2 separate regions of the Sus scrofa genome follow, and region 2 is linked to region 1. The links are chromatin contacts, called in public Hi-C maps. All regions are on one chromosome and are shown on one strand. The core of a region is the stretch at or near the end of the contact, and the rest is flanking DNA. Distances in the headings are between cores, read along the strand shown. Region 1 overlaps AUTS2 (AUTS2, activator of transcription and developmental regulator). Region 2 overlaps AUTS2 (AUTS2, activator of transcription and developmental regulator).

Region 1 (3,544 bases), core at 539-3,038:
ATCAAATAATTTTCTACTTGTTTAATATTAAAAAAGCCATTTCCTGTGTTGCTATATTATCTTAATAATTTAATGGCCACACAGTAGTACATCAAATTGTGCCATAATTTATGTCTTCTAATGGTGGGTATTTTAAATTTTGTGCTGTTATATCACAAAAACTTACTTGTACTGTGTAAAATCCTCCCTCCTTAATTTCTTTGATTGATTCTCTGTTGTAGAATAATAACCGAGGGCCTTTTTGCTTCAAGAGTTTTTCAGTGCATACTGTCTTTACAGCTTGTATATTACTTTTACACTGTGTATTGTCATTAGCAATATAAAGTGTACTTGCCTTAAAAATACCATTATTTACATTTTTGGAGATAAAAAGCTACTGGATTTCTTTCATAACTGTATCCCTGAAAAGTTGTACCTTCCCTTTATTTTTGTGTGCTAATTTGAACCCCATTTACGTTCTTTCTTAACTGATGTGAACTTTATGTTTACACACACACACACACACACACACACTCTAACTCTTTGCAGTGTTTTCCATGAATACTTTTTATGGTTCCTTATTTATTATAGTTTTTAATTTTAAAGGAATTTATGTTGTTGATTTTTTTTTTTTTACTTCTTTTGATACCTTAAGATGGACAAATTTGTCATCTTTTCAAAGGTCTAACACCATTTTTTTTTACCCGCTAATATTTCTTATGGTTTAATTAAAAGGAGTTTCATGGATCCATCTGACTTCCTGTAGATTCATTTACCTTCTTCTTACCTGCAGTGCAGTGAGGAACATTGGGCTAAATCAGGAGCTTGTGGGTTAAGGATCCAGTGTTGTCTCTGTGATGGCATGGGTTTAATTCCCAGTCCAGTGCAGTGGCTTAAAGATCTGGAGTTGCTGCAGCTGTGGCGTAGGTTGCAGCTTCAGCTTGGATTTGATCCCTGGCCTAGGAACTTCCATGTGCTGTTGAGTACAGCTGAAAAATAAAAGAAGGAAAAAAAAGGGGGGTGGGGTGGGGGATACACACCAAAGTGTAAGTTAAAAAAGTTAAAGAAAAAATCAGGAGCTTGTGTTATTCACAGGTTTTGGGAGAGGAAGAGAAACAGAGTTCCTATCTTACATTCTGGTAGTGTCTCTAAGTCTGTGTTTACTCATCTACAAAGCCGGGATGAGAATAACAAATGTACAGAGATTTTTTTTTAATGCATTTAAGTCTTCTCTTAAGCACTGTTAAGAAGCTCAGTAGTGTTTAAAGTACCAAGTAGTTGTAGCCTTTGTTTAATATGTGTGTACCATCATTTCTTGAATTTCTTTCCCCCCCAGTAGTTAGAGACCACATGGGATCTTTGGTGGCTTTATTTTTGGAAATTAACCACGGCCCTGTTAACTGTGGACATTAGGGATCTGGGTTTAGAAAAATGTACAAGTTGAGGATGCCCATCAGAAATACACAGTATGTGCACCAGATCTGAGTGCTTAGGACTTCGGAGACTGTATAACAAAAATGACTTCAGGAGATAGAGACACTGGAGACAGTGGTTGAAAAACACGGTCTTTGACAGAAGTGACTTGTTTAATCCAGCTGTCCCACTTACTTATGTGACTCTGGGGTAATTTAACTTCTCTTTCCCCAGTTTCCTGTTATAAATGGGGATAACATTGATGGGTCATTTAATTAAATAAGAAAATGTGGAGTCCCTTCTGTGGCGCAACAGGATTGGCAGCATCTCTGCAGCGTCAGGAAGCAGGCTTGGTCCCCAGCCAGGCACAGTGGGTTAAAGGATCTGGCAGTGCCACAACTGTGGTATAAGTCGCACCTCTGGCTCAGATCTGATCCCTGGCCCATGAACTCCATATGCTGTGGGTCAGCCAAAAAAGAGAAAGAAAAAAAAAAAAGAGAAAATGTATGCGAAACTCTCAGCATGGTGCTTGAGCCATAGCAAATGCCAAGTAAGTTATAACTGGTATTATTACCTTTATTAACAGCTAACATTTATGTGATACTGATGACCTATAGAGCTCTTTAACCTGTTCTTTCTCATTTGTGAATCTCGGTACTTTGTACAGAACAGATTTTGAAATGTTCCTTGGACTTTGTATTCATTTTCATAAGAGAGTTCCTTTTATCTGTGTAGCTGTGTACACTCAGTTGGCATTTGTCATATGCCTTCATGCCAGTTGTCTCCTTATCTAAATTAACCTCTAAAACCCTTTGAGTACAAAGGTTGTGTCTTATTCAGCTGGGTTGTCTCTCTACACAGCACTGGACACAGGGTCTGGACCAATCAGGAGTACAGCCATAGCGCTACAATTTATTATTTAAGTGAACTTAGTCATTCTCTGCCTTCCCAGGATGCATCATTTACTCATTCTCATCTGTAAGACAGGTAGCAAATTTCTAGTGAGGATTTAGTGATGTGTTAAGAAGCACTTCACATAGCAAATTACAAATGTCTTTTCCCCCATACCTCACTGTGCTTAAGCTCAGTAGTTGGTGCTTAGAAAGTATATGTTCACTGGGGGTTGGAGGCTGATGGGAAGACTGTGGACCCAATTCCTAACTTTAGTATCAAGATGTGTTCATTTCAAGACTGAAAACTGTGGCATTCCCTGATGTTTCAGCAGGTTAAAGATACGGTGCGGTCACTGCGAGTTTGATCCCTGACATACCTTGGGCGCAGCCAAGGAACTTCTGCATACCTTGGGTACAGCCCAAAAAAAGTGGAGGGAAGGCTTTTCTTTGGGGTCTGGTCACCATGAAGGATGTTATGGTAGCTCATTTAATATCCTGGTAGATTGCCTTTGAAGTGTTTGCTTTTTGCTGTTGTAAAGGTGGGGCATAGGTATACATAGGTGCTCAGAGCAGGTTCAGTTCTGTATCTACGTTGAGAGTAAACTTAATTTATAGTGAGCAAATGCTGATTTTGGAGTATGAGGGCTCTGTGGTCAGTCCAGAGGGAGGTATATGAGGAGACTCAACATTCAGCAAGTGCTGGAATGCTGGCTCTGTGAAGACTCTTGCCCTAATCAGCCTTGTTTCCCGCGGAATTTCTTTTCCTGGTTGACCACAGAGTATTTCTATGTGTCCCGTGTTTTGTTTTGTTTTGTTTTTTTCCAATTTGATATTCAGAAACAATGTTGGCTATGGTCAGTTTCACTAGATAAGGCCCAAACACTAGGTATTCATTTCCGTATTGAATAAAAAGTAAAGTCATGTATAGAGAAAAAAAGCAAAAGTATTTAATTACAAAATCCCTTTGTTCATTTTGGGAAGTGGTACCTTTGTTAATCTCCTAAGAGACACATTATTATATTCTGTTAGTATCATTAAATAGTCCAAGAAAGCATGATGCATCAATTTTAAATGTATTTTTGTATTTTTCCTGGCACAGTTTTTATTAAGCTTTGTGTAAGGAAGAGGATGTTGTTTCTTATGTAGAGGGGAAGTGCCTCGTAGACAGAGAAAGGTGAAGAGTGCTATTTCCTTGAATATAGATTGGGGTTTAGTTTCCACTTAAGGATGTCTCTGAGAAGAACAGAGCCAGTTCTGCT
Region 2 (3,544 bases), core at 551-3,050, 350 kb after region 1:
ATATGAGTGTTCACTGGGTGTCAGTTAATATTGTTGTGGTTGTTATCAGATGATTTGTTGATATGAAATTTTCATATGTGGTTTCACGAGGTTTGTAGGGAATGCAACAACATAATTTAGATCTCTTATTCCATTGGTTCTGTGACAGCTCCTCCCCTGATGAAGCTCCTCTGTTTACCAGAATATCCCATTGCTTAGTGCTAATACTGGGTTTTCCTCTACTTTGTGGTCACGTCTGGACCAGAGTACACAGATCCGGGCATGTCCAAGATGGATGGGGGAAGGTAAAGGGGGAATATTGGTGCAACTTGATTGTGGAGCAGTTCTCAGAAATATTTGTTGAATGGTGACTCTGCCAAACACAGAAACGCATTGATGTATGTAGGACATGGTATCTAGTTGAGATTCCACTCCTCTACGCAGGACTTTTGCCAGGTTCCTGCACCCGTTTGCACCTCTTCCCAAACCAACACTGAACAGTGTTTTAGAAAGGCTTTTAATGGAATGCAGTATCAACAAATCAAAGTCGTGGAGCCGCCTTTTGAAGAAACCTTACTTCTACCCTTGCCTGCCTCCCCACATGGGTCAAGGGCATTTCTTCAGACCTCCTGCCTTGAATTCCCTCAAAGCTGAGTTGAAACATTCTATAGGAATTACCTGTTTCTTTCAGACTCCTCAGGAGAGAGTCTCTCAGTTCATAAGGGGAGTGACTGTGTTGGGTTCATTATTATATTCACAGTATGTTGCACAAAGGAATAGATTTTGTTGTTGTTGAATGAATGAATCTTGAATGCTCCAAAGCACAGAATCCAAAGCCTTTTTATCTTAGCCAGAATTGGCATAGGTGGTTCCCACCTCCCTTTCTTCTTTCCTGTCCCTGTAGCCGCCACCCCTACAAATTTCTTCTCAGTAGAAAATGTGTAAGAATCTTCCCTCTCTAAGGGAAGCTTGTCCATTGGAACTTTCTTTTAATTATTATTATTATTATTTTTTTAATGGCCGCACTTGTGGCATGCAGAAGTTCCTGGACCAGGGATTGAGCCTACTCCACAGCAGTGACAATGTTGGATCCCCAACTGCCAGGCCACCAGGGAACTCCCCCTTATCTGCATTTTACCTCTATCAGAATTAATCTGCTTTTAAAATACTTGCTCTTGACTAGAAGGTTGTATTCTGAGCATTGTGAGACTGACTGAGAGGGAAAGGGGAGCAGAAGGGAAGAGGTTATTTTTCCTTGGAATTGAAGACGTCTCATCCACTACTCCAGACTGGGCATCCTGAATTCATCAGTCTTGGCACTTTATGCCAGTTAGAACAAATGCTTTATATATTGACTCTAATAAAGTAATGTGGAAAGGGTCAAGTTAGCAGGTAGGTTAGGGCAAGAGTAAATAAGGAAAGTGATTCCATAAAGCTGTGATGCCCAGAACTTAAGGTCTTAATGGCACCTCCTTCTTTCTGCTCCTCAGTCTGCCTTCTTGGGTCATTACCCCCTGCTAATATTTAATTCTGTTGAATATTTCCAAATTGATTGGTTTATTTAAGATTATGCAAATTTGCCTACTGCCTTCAGCCTTGCTTTGAATCCTAAAGGAAGGGGGATGTAGATTCAAACACACAGGTTTATCTCTGACCTTTAGCTAATTATTAGATTGAGGTAAATGTGTGTAGGTGACAAATTGCCTTTAATGACATTTAATCTGTATGCTGGCATTCATGTCTGGTTTAGTGTCCCAGCTTCACACAGGCAAAGAGCATGGATTTTATCTTAATTCGACCTGTTTGTGGTGAGAGTCAATTTCTGATTAACTTAATAGCGTGTTTTACATGGAAAGCAGTCAAATATTGATGTAAGAAGAGGCCACTAGATGACATATTTCCCAGGCTGCCATAATTGGCCAAACTAGTGGAGGAAAGGGAGAGTTGTTAGTATCTGAACTGAATGAAGGCCTCCCAGCTGTCCAAGTCCAGCATGGAGAAGTTGACCTAGATGGATTATTCGGGAGAAGCCTCTGCTCCTTACTGTTCATTGCCACAGAGCCTGTTCCCTGAACTTGTGTGGGTGTTAGGCTAATAGATTTTAACACGTTTTGGATTCAATAAATCACTTCAAAGGGGACAGTTAAGTAAGCCAGCCACTCAATTAAGCAAGTGAAAGGCCTGGGAAGTAGCATTCCTGTGGATGTAGTGCTGGATGGTTCTAGTGCCTCTTATCATTTGTTTAACTCCTAACTGCTTAGCATTTGTACAGGCAGCCCTCTAACCAGTGATTTCTCAATACACTTTGACTTAATTGTGTGCTTTTTATAAGATCATTATCACTGATGATAAATGGACCTTAATTTCTAATCAATTGGAGAAACAGGGAAGCTTGAGTTAAGTGAGATCATTAACAACTTTTCTTGTCACTTTAAGTTAAAGCTAAATGATAGCTTTGCCAGTTCCTCCCCTCATTCCTGGTGAATGTCCTTTTCTTAAGTTCCTTTCTCAAGATCAGAGTTGGATCTGTGTCACTCTGTCTGATTTTTTTTTAATTACTCAATTTTATTACATTTGTAGTTTTACTATCTGTACATGTCTATCTGTGTGTCTATATCATCACAACCCAATTTTATAGCATTTCTATCCCAAACCCCCACTGTATCCCCCTACCTCCCAACTGTCTCCTTTGGAAACCATAAGTTTTTCAAAGTCTGTGAGTCAGTATCTGTAAAGAAGTTCGTTGTGTCCTTTTTTTAGATTCCACATGTAAGTGATAGCGTATGATGTTGGTGTCTCACTGTCTGACTAACTTCACGTAGCATGACAATTTTTAGGTCCATCCATGTTTCTGCAAATGCCGTTATTTCTTTCCTTTTAATGGCTGAGTAATATTCCATTGTGTATATATGTATCACATCTTCTTTATCCACTTCTCTGTCGATGGACATTTAGGTTGTTCCCATGTCTTGGATATTGTGTAGTGCTGTGATCAACATTGGAGCACATATATCTTTTAGAATCATGGTTTTCTCTGGATAGATGCCCAGGAGTCGATTGCTGGATCAAATGGTAATTCTATTTTTAGTTTTTTGAGGAATCTCCATACTGTTTTCCACAGTGGTTGCACCAATGTATATTCCCCCAACAGTGTAATAGGGTTCCCTTTCCCCACACGCTCTCCAGCATTTACTGTTTGTAGACTCTGATTTTTGTGTGCAGAGATGGTATATGGGTGGTGTAGTGATGGAAGGCAAGAGGAGGGTCCGGCTTTGGAGTCTGCCTCTCTGTCAACTGTGGGCATCTTTCTCAACTTCACTGGCCTTTGTGACCTTATCTGGAAAGTGAGGATGATGGGTTAGTAAATGCAAAGCACTGAGAAGACTTCCGGATCCATAGTAAGGACTTCTGGTGTTTTACTTACTTTTTTTCTGGAGTTTGGTTTGAGGATGGAAGGACCATTCGCTAAACTAAATTAAACTAAACACTCTTTAAATTCCTTGAAATGGTTTCCAAGGGAAATAATAAACATCCCAAAGTGAGATGTTAGATAGGGAACATGTCT

The links. A called contact is a pair of places that touch in the nucleus more often than the background predicts.
Region 2: a contact with region 1 is called in a Hi-C map of liver, with 1.5 times the contacts expected there. The contact joins two enhancer-like sites. A contact is called at or near these places in 2 of 47 Hi-C or Micro-C datasets (embryonic fibroblasts and liver).

Annotation. Positions count from the first base shown.
Region 1 is chr3:13,691,528-13,695,071 of Sscrofa11.1, forward strand. The region is part of intron 1 of AUTS2 (AUTS2, activator of transcription and developmental regulator); the gene reads left to right. Among named protein-coding and RNA genes, the nearest start is that of AUTS2, 130 kb to the left of the region's middle. Within about 2 kb of position 1,789, at least 3 of the 83 cell types and tissues checked have an H3K27ac peak or open chromatin away from gene starts, as enhancers often do. A contact at or near this core is called in liver, where this site is marked.
Region 2 is chr3:14,040,526-14,044,069 of Sscrofa11.1, forward strand. All of the region lies in intron 2 of AUTS2 (AUTS2, activator of transcription and developmental regulator), which reads left to right. Among named protein-coding and RNA genes, the nearest start is that of AUTS2, 480 kb to the left of the region's middle. Within about 2 kb of position 1,801, at least 1 of the 83 cell types and tissues checked has an H3K27ac peak or open chromatin away from gene starts, as enhancers often do. A contact at or near this core is called in liver, where this site is marked.